2 separate regions of the Mus musculus genome follow, and region 2 is linked to region 1. Evidence: chromatin contacts called from public Hi-C data. All regions are on one chromosome and are shown on one strand. The core of a region is the stretch at or near the end of the contact, and the rest is flanking DNA. Distances in the headings are between cores, read along the strand shown.

Region 1 (5,936 bases), core at 1,174-3,673:
GCCGCAGATCTCTGTGCTGAAGACTGTGCCGTCGTCGTCCCCTCCAATTTCAGCTTTCCCAGTGACACACAGTTTGCTGCTTTGGGTGGTGGGGCTGCTAATAACTCCAGGTGGTGAATGGGTGGTAGGGAGTACAGCTGTGTGGAAATACAGCACGGAAGAGATACAAATACGGGGAGAAAATGGGAGCCCGTCAGGAGGTTGGTGCATTGATAAGGCCTTTTGCTTTCCTTGATGTTGAAGAAAGCCCTCTGTTATCTTACCTCAGACTCAACTGGTTACTTATTTCATGCTGTGTCTATATGGTGAACTATTATTATATAGCCTCTAACAGTGATGTACGTTCATTGAGCAGGGGTAGCTAAGATATGCTGTGCGGTAGAACATAGCAGATTAGTATTCATATATGAGCCATTCTTACAAAAATATTCTATCTTTATATAGATACATAATAACATTTGGAAGGGTATCCATATGATGTGGGTGGTTGGATCATGAGTATTTATATATTTTTCTTTTTGCTCATATGTATTTTCAAATTTTTGCTTCAGTCAACATATTACTCACAAAGTGGAAAAAAAAATGGTATGGAGGTCCACAGCATCTCAGTTACTGCCCAGCCTTTTACGTGTGGGGAGTCTTCTAGCAATTGGGTATTGTAGCAGGGAGTGCGGCAGAGCCCACTTCCTCTTCCTCTTCTTGTTCCTCCTCCTTCTCCTCCTCTTCTTCCTCTTCTTCTTTTTAAGCTAAGAATCATTAAAAATGACAGTTTATGAAAGTTAAGTGCTCTGAAGGTGAATGAAAGGAAGTAAGTAGGGTTTCACCTTTAGGAAGGAGTCTGGGAGAAATTTTTGCGGCAGAGAGCTGAGACACAGTCATGGGGAGAGAAAGCAGATGTACAGTTCTGAGATGTCACAGCTGATGCAGGACAGTGGGGTCCTTTTTCCTTGATGTCGTTCACAAAGAGAGCTGGAACAAGAGCCTTCAACACCTCCTGTGAGAAATGTGTTCCACTTGGAAATGTGACTGGGACTCATATACAGACCTTTAACTTAAGGGGATCTTGGTCACGAGGACATCAGGGGCTTCAGAGGGCTGGTTAAGGTTTTGTTAAATAGCAGGAAGGTCTTGGGTGTGATAGGGTGGCTTCATCTTTGGTTCTTTTGAAATGGCAGTTCTGACGTCTTTGTCCAATGTGAAATGAGCTTCCAGCCCTATCCCAGGCTTCACTGTCTGCTCTCATCAAATATTCATTGGCTCCTTGTCCACTGGGGGACTGTGGAGTCTGCTTGGAAGCCCAGGCTATGGAGGAGATGGTTGGGAGGAGCCTCTGGTCTGGAAGATTCCCTGTTTTGCTTATCCCAGGAAGAAGGGAGAAATTATCCAGCAGGTTTTGAATCTGACCTGGCTGCATCCAGATCTTGAGGTGGCTTTGGCTCTGCTGTTAGCCAGTGCTATACAAGAGTACCGTGTGGGACAACGAGCCCAGTCCTTGACTGTCAGAGAGGTGGGAAGGCGAGAAAGATGCTCTCCTCCTGAGTGTGCACGTCAGGTGGGTTGTAAGGCAACTGGGTAATGTAGCTTAGAAACCATAAACGTGTTTAGATTCTTGGACCCAGCAATTATAATCCAGGGAATTTATGTGGTCACCACTCATCCTCAAATAGTGGAACAACCAAAGCCTAGATGGCTGCCCCAGCAGCAACAGTTAATAAGGACAACTCTTTGGGGGTCAGAAAGTGCCTTGCTGGACAGTGGATTCTTATCCCCAGGGGCCAGGTAGGAAATGGGAGGTTGGAGATCCTGAGTGAATGAATGGTGCACTTGGGCTCTGCACTCTGGTGTGTACTTCCTTGTCCTGTGGCATTGCCTGGAAATGCAGGGTGCAGAGGCAGGAATCAGGAAGTTGTCAGGAAGGAAGAGAGACAGTTAGACAGTGTTGGAGAAACTGACACTGCAAGAGGTTGAATTAGTGTAATTCCGAGAGCGGGCTCTGAGCCTGACCAGGCTGTACACTCCAGAGTTTTGAAGTGGCTTTGGCTCTGTTATTACCCTGTGTCTCCCAAGAATGCACGTGGGGCGGCGAATGGATGAATGAAAGAAAGACAAAGGGATGAGAACATGGACAGCAGCTTCTGTAGGGAATTAGACATCAGGAAGGGGTCCGTTCCCCCCCCCCCCTAGAGTTGTGCAGCGTCTACATATAATTCAGTTGCACAAACCTCTTCTCACTAGGGAGTGTTGTAGTCTGCTGGCCCTGAGGCCACACTTTTCCAAAACCCTTTACCTAAAGGCTCTTTCTCCTGGCTTCGCTCCGCCCTTGAAAAAAAAAAGCCCCATTGTGAGCAGGTCTAGGGTCAGCTGGCATATTGGATATGGACACATAGCAGTGGAAGGGAACTGAGCTATTGCAGTGTGATGAAATACTCTGAGGCTGTTAAATGCTAAGTGCATCTGTGGGGAAAGAGGAGAAAGGCTTGGGAAATAGTTAATGCTCATCTCGAGATAGCAGTTAAGGCCGTGTGTTAAGGCCTGCGTGGGTGAAGGTTAGAGGAGAGGCATGGACACCTGGTAAAGGTAGCTGGGGTCTGATGGAGACGCCATCCATGTAGTGTCCTCAGCTAAGAGCCCTTTGGTTGCTGTCCCTACAACTCTGGTTTTCTTTGACCCCAGTTCCAATCAGTTATAAACCCAGGGAAATACATGACTACATATCTTAATTTTAGCATTTATTCTTTGCTTGGCTCGGGAGTGATATCTACAGGACCTTGAACATGCCAGCCAAGTGTTCTACAACTAAGCCACCCCCCAGCTCCAGACTGTTGTCAACTTGGACCCCTCCAGAGCCTCTCTGCTGGCCTCCTGGCCTCTATTGTCTCCCACAGTGGGTCCATTTGGACATCCTGTACCAAGTGGTCTTGATAGGAAATATATCAGATTCTGTTTCTCCCTTCGTTACAAGTATCTTTTCCTGTCACTGTGTTAAGATTTGCGGTGGCTTTGGCTTTTTATTGTCCTTCTCTCCTATCCCAGATGTCTCACAGACTTCTCTTGCTCCCTTGCTGCCCCGTTTTCTTGCCTCAGTTCCTCAGGACCAACTCTAAAGGTCCCCCAGCTTTGGCAAAACCTTCAGAGCTGTTCCAAGCAGAGATGGCTCCTTCTTACAACATACATTACAACATTCTCTGTTACAATTTCCAAGCTCTTGCTCTTTTATAGAAACCTCCAGAGACCTCAAAGAGGGACCATGTGTTCTCTACCTCAGACCTTCCCATGAATCCTGGGATATAGTAGAAGGGATAGCACAAAACGTTGATTGAACCCAACAGTTTATCTTAATGTTATAAAGATTTATTCATTTTCATTTGTGTGTATGTGTACATACACATAGGTGTAAGCATGTGGATACAGGTGCCTGTGAAAAGCCTGAGAGTGTCAGATTTCTTAGGAGTGGAAAATGGAAGGCAGTTGTGAGTGGCCTGATGTGAGTGATGGATCCTGATACACAAACACACACACACACACACACACACACACACACACACACACACACACATACACATTAACACATGCACGCACACAAACGTGCACACACACATGCACACACACAAACAGGCACACACACACACACACATGCACACAGACATACACGCACACTCACACACGCATGCACACACACACACATCCTCTGTAAGAACAGTTAAGTGTTCCTAACTGCCGAGCGTCCCTTTAGCTCTGTCATCATCGTCGTCGTGCTTTGAAATTTGAGAAGTAGACAGAGTGTAGTATATATATGTGGAGAATCAGACAGATCTCGGAGCTGACAGATTGCGTTCGAATCCTGGAACTGTCACATACTGAACCCCGCATTCCTCATTTACAAAGCGGACATGAAAACAGTACCAGATGGGTGTCTATGAAAAGCAAAGGAGGAAATGCAAGTCAAAGGCTGCGTACAATGCTTGGCACCGTGTAAGTAGTGAGAGGATTCCAGAGATCTGAGGTAGTGGCCCTGACTGCAGCGTCTCTGACTGGCCAGGCCTCTTTTGCCAACGTCTTCCCGGTGTCCTTCTGCTTGCTTTTGTAATCTAAAACTTCTAAACCTTTGGCCTCAGCTGAATGAAATGTGATTGTGGTGAGGCAGAAGGGGGGAGAAAGAACTGTGGAAGAAGAAATTTAGCCTTTCTTGTAGGGGGCTTGTTTCCTGAGCCAGCTTTCTGCACATGGGCAATGGTGGAGCTTGCTTGTGTTTCTCGCTATGTCCAGAAAATGGGTCCTGGGTCGATGAGGGGGAAGCTGCTCAGAAAGGAGCCTTTTGTGCTCTCAGCAGACCTGTCTCATTGTTTTTAGTCACCAGCCAACTCTTTTCAGAGTATAAGCACCTCAGGGCCAATGTCCACTTCTGATTCCCACAGATAGCATTAAGGCCAGTGGGTGAAGACTGTAGCGAAGTGTTCCTTATGGTTGGAGGTGTTCCAGCTAAACTGGATGTTCATGGGAGAGATTTCTGCAGTTGTTGTGTGGTTGCTTAGAGGGACCAGTCAGATACATGGTGTTACATTCGTGGGCCAATGAATACCAGTGTGTGTCAGGTAAATGGAGCAAGCCTTATTGGATGGTGAGGATAGTTTAATAAAAAATGATGAAAACCCGATGTAGTGTTGAGTCCAAAGCCTCCTGAAGTATAAAGATCTGAGATCTAGGATTCTTGCCCTCAATGTACAACCCCCACCCCAGGCTCTCCTGGATTGCATACCATATTGTCTTCATGAAACTGAAGAGGCAGACAGGCTTACTACAGTAGAAGACACCAGATTGAGTTAACTGGCTACATTTATCAAGGCCAGCGGTTCTTAAATGATGAGTGTTGGGAGTAAAGGGTAGGCTTGTGGGTTCGAACTGCCCCTAAGTTCATGAGTTGGAAAATCATATGCAGATTTGTGTCTATATATGCATCCTCCTAAGGAGAAAAAAAGAAAGTCCATACTTTCATGGGATTTTTCAGTTGGGGTCTTAACCCCCAAAATGCTCAAAACCTTACTTTCATCTTAGTGCTGTGCTCAGAAAACTAAATATAGTTATGGGAGAGGTAATTGTGCTAAACGTTTATATTTCCCTGCTAGTGCTCCGAGTTTTACAGCAGGATTCGAATGAACTAGTAGATGAGACCTTTTTTTGTGTGTTCAGAGGGGAAGGGAGCATTTATTTGCCGAGAGTGACAGTAGGATTAGAAAAGTAATTAAGTGGTGTAGCTCTACATCACATCAGAATTACAGCCCACTCGACGTTTCTGGAGTCGACGACCCCAGAACAAGGGTCTGATTTATCTAAAAAGACTGCCTGTGGTAAGCCACGTTATCAAGTGAGTCTCATTTCTGTTCCCAGACTGATCATTTAACACCTCCCAAGGGCGTCTCTGCGATAGCATCGCAGGCGATAACGGAGCTTCTCCCTAGGCCCTGGGGAGCCTGCCTAGTGCCAGAGCTGCCTCTGGAAGCGCGCGCGAGAGGCTCAGTACCAGGCCCGAGGGGAAAGGCTTGCTGCCAGGAGCCAGACCTCTCCAGGTGCGGGATGCTGGAATGTGGCGTCTCCCTGGGTAATTAGCTCAGAGCCTTGGTCTCTTTTTGAGCTTGTACTTGTTCACCGCCGCAGTAAGACCCTGGCAACCTCCCGAACGCCGCCTCCCGCGAAGGTGCTGCCCCTTTAAGGGAGGGCGTGGTCTCGTATGGCGTGGCCGCGCCCCCCGGCTTTCCTTGGGGCGCGCCGGACCACCTGTCTCCGGCCGCGCCCCGCCCCTTTCCCGAGGGGTGGGAGAAGAGGGCGGGGAGGACGGTCCAGGCTTTACCTTGCGCAGCGGTCGCGCGGCGCATGCGCACGGCCGGACAGGTCCGCGGCGCCCTCACTTCCTGGCACTCCCCCTCCCCCCTTCGCCGTTA
Region 2 (5,936 bases), core at 1,102-3,601, 84 kb before region 1:
AGACCAGGTGCTGATCTCACGCTTTTCTCCCTCCTCTTCTCTTCCTTAAACTCCAATGCTGGAGTAATTTCATACCCTCAACTTAGCCAGTAAACACGTGCCCTTCAGGTCAGTTTATAACCGAGCTGTGGGACGCTGCTATGAATTGCACTGTGATAAAGCTCTCTGCAAGCCATCTCTGTCTGTCTGTCTGTCTCTGTTGTTGCTTGTGTTTTGATTCTTTTCCCTCTGCCCATTCAGCACATTGCATCTCCACCTTTGGCTTCAGAGTGAGTTTGGGGAAAGGATGCAGTAGCTGTTTTACTCCTGGGTCCAGGACTGTTGTGATTCTGAGGTGTGCTGTCATGCCATGTCACATTTGAGGTGTGCTGTCATGCCATGTCACATTTGGTTAAGTTCATTTTGAGCACAGCACAGAAGAAAATACTCTTAAACAGATAATCTTGGCAATGAATAAAAAACGCACTGATTTCACAGAAGCAGAGTTCCCCCCAAAGCTTGTGGGAAGGGCCACGGTGCTCAGTAAACACTCAGTTCTGCCTAGCGGAGACAGTGAGAACTCTGAATAGCCACCCAAGAAATAACCTTGCAGGACAAACCTGCAAAATGCTCCATCAGCTGCTACTGGGAACCGATCGTGAGCAATTGCTTCCGTAGTGTCTGGACATCCGGGTACCCGGGCATCAAATCCAGGAGCCAAAGGTGCCTGACAGCACGCTGGTGTAAGGCCGGCAGCACCCGGCAGCCATGGTTTAGAGGCCGTAATGGCTTCTGGAATGTGGTAGTGATCATTTTGTTCACACGTTCTTAAGATGCATCGAAGTTGCATTTTGGAGGTCTAGGCTGTCCCCTGCTGATTTGAACATAAGCTGTTGTTTTAGATAAGCAAGTTCCATCTCTAAAATGACAGGGAGTCGTTGTTCTCTTCTGCTGCCTGCAGGGACTCACACAAATGTATGTTCATCTCTTTCTTTTCTGGTTTTTTGTTTGTTTCCCATCAGGAATTTGAGTTTCCTTCACTCCATCGTACTGTGGGACATAGGAAAACTAGGTAGACATTCCTTTGGCAATCTTGTTAAGTTTAAATCTGACCTTGTTCTGGAACGGGGTAAGCCACTATCTACAGTTTTGTACATGACATAATTATTTTGAACGTATGCAACCTTAAGAAAGAAAGATCAAATTCATTCCTTTTTTTCCCCCCAAGAAGGGAAAAATTATGTCTGCAAACAGTGTGTCTTATTTTCCTGTTGGACAGCAATTGTTATTTATTTTTTTATTGCCTACTACTTGGACATGGTATCTAGGAGCCCAGTCATGCCTGCCACTAGTTAAATCCCACGTTCATACCTGGGAGTTACCATGAAGCATCAGTACACTTTTTATTTCACATGTATTTAATGTGACAGTTTCTCAGTACTGTATGTGTTAATTTCTACTTTTTTAATATTTAAAATTGCTTTTAAATAAACATATTCTCAGTTGATCCCAAGCATCTGACATCAGGCCATTTTGTGAGTTGTCCACTACTTTCTGACTGGGAAAAAAAAAACAAATGGTGTGGATTTCGGGCAGAGATGGGAAGCACAAGTCACTCTTGTCACAGCTCATTCTAGAGACGTAACAGCGTGTAGCCTTGCAGGCTCACCCTAGTCCCCTCGCACTCCCACTGTGTGTGAAGTTTTCATGAGGCGACAAACAACTGTCCATCCCAGATATGGCACTAAGGGCAGACCAGACAGTGTGAATCGTGTGTTTTAACTGGGGCTACTTAGAGGAGTTTCCATGAGAGGTTACTCATAGGGGCATGGGCAGCTTATAGGCAGCTACACCACTAAGAACTCTGAGCACCTTGTATCAGGGAGGGGAGGCCTTGTAAACCTTAACTACCTGTTTCTCCCTAGGGAGGAACCTCCTGAGTCCCTCCTCCAGGATGAATGTAAAGGCTCTCCCGTGGTGGTGGTCGTCCTTGCAGGGAGTCATGGCTACTGAACATTCAAGGCAACAGAGGAGATTATTTGCATAACTCTAACTTTGTGCCTTTTTCTGTGGCAAGGATCATATGTTAATGTGCTGAGCGCTGCATCGACTGTCTTGCATGGTTGTCACTCCTGATGCAGCCACAACGTCGGGTGGATGAAACAAATGCACTCTGCAGTATCTACTGTCCCCTCTATGCGCCCGAGGGTCCTGGAAATGAGGTGCAGGGAAAAGTATGCAAGGGTGGAGGTTCGTGGCTGAAAAAACCCTGAGTCAGGAGTCCACATGAGGCGTTCTCGCTCTGAGGCCATTCTCGAGACCCCTACAGTCAAGAGGCTTCATGACACGGTTCTAATCAGAGATAGCTGGGAGCAGAAGAAAGCTGCATCAGGACGATGTTGCCGTTTCCTCTTTTGAGAGCTAGTACACTTCCTGTCTGTTCACAAAGCGACACAAACACCATCCACCCAAGGAAAGCAGCTTTGACGGGGAAGACTGTGATTTCTAACTGGGATCTTTCCATAAGAGGGGGACAGTGACCTGTACAGTCCAGGATCCAAGGAGAGCCAGCTTATCTTGGGATAAAATGCCAGTCTCCCATTGGTTGCTTATGGTTTCAATCCCATGACACACCAACTTAGCAGCTGACCTCTAGAGAGCTGAAGCCATATCTAGAGGAATGGTCTAGAAACTGGAGGGTCCCTGGGGTCACCCCTGGCTCTCTGAGTGCTCAGTACAAACAGCCCATATTCCTTCAGACGGTACAGCCTTCTAGGAGGTGAGCTTCATGAGGCATAGCTGGATGATCCCCTCCAGGCCACAGAGAATGGCAGGTAATAGTTGCCAGCCCAAGTCCTGTGACCTCAATGTCACTGTCCCTCCCTTTTTCTCCTTGTCTTCTTCTACTCTAAGCCTGTGCCTGATCACCCCTATTTGTAAGTCTTCCTAACTCCCAGAGGGGCCAGTGGGGTGGTGACACAGACGAATGATGTTCAACTTTTATTCTGCCCTCTTCGATGGGTTCTCATGTCAGTTTTGCGTCGTGGGGCTATTGAATGGGCTCACTTCTGTCGTGAGTATCCTGTTCACTGTGTGTCACCATCTACGGGTGCCAGGCTGATACACTCAGCCTGGCTTCAGTGGCCAGTCGCCCCTGTGAGGATGAAGTCAACTGAATACTAACATGAGCCTACTAAGCTGATTTAGACATTTCCCGTGTGGCCAGAGGATACCAGACCTATGGGTGCAGAAAGCTCTATGTTCTCCCTGCAACACTCACAGAGCAGGAAGAGTTCAGATAAATGAATAAAATATATGAATCTTACAAATGTGGGCTCAGCTACAAGGGGACTGGCAACAGGGAGGTGACTGTTAAAGATTCAACTTGCAGTCTTCAGGGCTAGATAGAGGGTGGCACCCCAAAGCAGCCAGGGCAGGCAGCAGTAAGCAACTAGGCCAGAAACAGAAGGATGACTCCAGAATCATCTTTGCTACACTGCTCCCAGCCCTGCCTCCCCTTACAGGATAACGGTGCTAAGGCTGAGTTCTCTGTGTATTTACATAGGATGCTGGTTCACAGGTTAAGGAGCAACTTTAGTAAGAGTCAAGCTGTTCCTGGTGTTGGAGGCTAGATTTGAACCTAGCCTCCTAGTGTAAGCTTCTGAAAACAGGAGTTAAAGCTCAGATAAACACAGCTGTTTGCACAAGTCTTAGCACCCAGCAAACCCAAGCCAAGTACTATGAAGGCTTTTTGCTTCTACTAGGGGAGATGCCTTTGTTGGGATTCAAATGCCAACTTTACAGTTCCAAGCAGATCAGAAAGCAAAGGGTAAATGTGTCACCTGAACCAGCTTGAAAATGCACTGGCTGGTCTCTGAGCTTCTGGACTCAAAAGAGAACCGGGTTCCCAGACTCTGTCTCTGGAAGCTGAGCCCCAGGAGAGAGCCCAAGAATCAGCATTTTAAACACAGCCCTCCCTCAGGTGAGCCCCATGTACCAACAGTAGACATGGTCACTGCAGGACTACAGCTCCAATCTTAACTCTAGGATTGTCATCAGAAGTGAGGGTGGCCTAGTACCCTGTACAGGGCTTGCACAGGGACCTGCTTTGATAGTGTAAACCCTGCCCCGTCATGGACTTGGCACTTAGAAAACTGTACCTGGCACTTGCACCATAGAAAGGTACATGGAAAAGGACATAGACATTGGCATTCTACAGGCCCAGTTCATCCCAGCCATGGCCACATACCAGCAAAGGTGTCAACAGATATTACCGAGAGGCCAGTACAGGTTGCTGAAGCCCCAAGAGCCACGTTTCCTTTGATGTGTGTGTGGTACTTGGTCCTCAGCTACAGTAGATGGAAAGGTGTCTTCTAGAGCCACCCACTGGCTTCCTCTATCCCCTGTAGGCCAGAGAAAGCCCCAGGACTTCCTGTCACCTGCAGTGCATCTTCTGACCAACTCCAGGGTGGCAGTTTATGGGCCTGAACGGACCATTTTTTTCCCTTTTTGGGGGGTTTGGGGGAGAGGAGGAATAATATCACTTAGGCTCTGAAGGGTGGGAATTGAGTCAGGGGTACAGTTTCCGCTTTGACTTTTGTTTTAGGGTTTCTATTTTTCTGAGGAGAAATTGTTTGGTTATGTTTTGTTTCATGTTGTTTGAGACAGGGCTGACCTGGAACTCACTATGTAAGCCAGGCTGGCCTCAAACTTCAGGTGACTGCCCTGCCTCTTTGTCCTGAGTTCTGGGATGACAGGACCTGGGAATAAAACAACAACAAACAAACAAAAGAAACACCTTGGGCTTGTGCCTTAATCTTTCCAAGCTTCAGGTTTTTCCTCTGTGTACATGGATAAACAGCAGCCTTCGAACTGAACTGTGGTTCCTAAATGAAGACAGGAAGTGGGAAGGATTCCCCTCACTGTCCTCAGTGACAAGTGAGAAATTACAGAATCCACTGAGTGCTGACCATGCAGTCGGTGATCACTTGGCAGTCGTTGAATGACAGCACGTGACACGGTCAGTAGCTAGAAGGGACTCTGCTGCAAGGAGTGCTTGCTGCAGGAGGCACCAGATGGGTGTGCTGACACAGCTCAGTCCTGATGCCATCTCTGCCTAAGGATGTTGACGGATCCCATAGGGAAGGACTTGTTCCCCCAAGTCCTCAGCAGGAGTCACAAGCTGACAAGCTGACAGTGGCTATCAGTTGGGGTTCCCACAGACTCCACTTGGACTCACTTGCTAGGGTGGTCACAGAACTAACTGGAGGAAAGTCCTTCACCAGGTTTTTATAGAGGACAATGACAGAGGAACGAGCTGGAGATGTAAGTAGAGTAAGGTAAGATAGAAAGCGGGCTTCCAAACCAGGTCAGCTTCCCACCCTCCAACCAGCGCCAGGCGCTCAGTTTCCTTCCTTGAAGCTCTATCCTTTTAGGGCTTTGTAGAGGCTTTGTTCTGTGGATGGTTCCTAAAGCTCCCCTTAACCTTCGGTCCTCTGCCCTTCTGGCTGGCTGGGACACAGAACTGTAAAGTCAGAACCCTCTCCTCTTGCCTTGCTCTCTCCATAGTCAGCCTTGGGGGCCAGCAACCACCAACCAGTCATTAGCATATGAAAAAGACACTTGTCACCTCTGAGATTTGAAGGAATTGTGTGCCACAGTTGTGTGCCAGGGAAACCCGAGAAAGACCTATACACACATTTCGGGATCTCTCTGGGCCATTTTTTGCTAAAGAGAGTGATAGAAAGGCATAGAGCTGCCCCCTTAGAAGCCTGTGGAACCCCCTCACCCCCATGGGAGGTCAATGTTAGGGAGCCCTGCTGCACTTGGCTCAGCAGGCTTAAGCTGCATAGTGCTGACTCCCACACAGAAACAGGCAGGGGGACAATGGGCCTCTTATGGAGTCCTAAGCCACAGAACAAAGATGCAAAGGGCACATTGTCTGACAGTGCAAACTT

Evidence for each region. A called contact is a pair of places that touch in the nucleus more often than the background predicts.
Region 2: a contact with region 1 is called in a Hi-C map of bone marrow-derived macrophages, with 46 read pairs. A contact is called at or near these places in 9 of 484 Hi-C or Micro-C datasets (B cells, the HL-1 cell line, Sertoli cells and 6 more), 7 of 130 datasets of targeted methods (CD8 T cells, the HPC-7 cell line, the NIH/3T3 cell line and 4 more) and 3 of 9 other capture datasets (adipose tissue, bone marrow-derived macrophages and liver).

Annotation. Positions count from the first base shown.
Region 1 is chr15:63,998,113-64,004,048 of GRCm38.p6, reverse strand. The region is part of intron 2 of Cyrib (CYFIP related Rac1 interactor B); the gene reads left to right. Among named protein-coding and RNA genes, the nearest start is that of Gm25628, 25 kb to the left of the region's middle.
Region 2 is chr15:64,082,411-64,088,346 of GRCm38.p6, reverse strand. It overlaps Asap1 (ArfGAP with SH3 domain, ankyrin repeat and PH domain1), which reads left to right. Exons shown (of 31, transcript NM_010026.3): 31 at 1-1,507. Among named protein-coding and RNA genes, the nearest start is that of Gm20717, 13 kb to the left of the region's middle.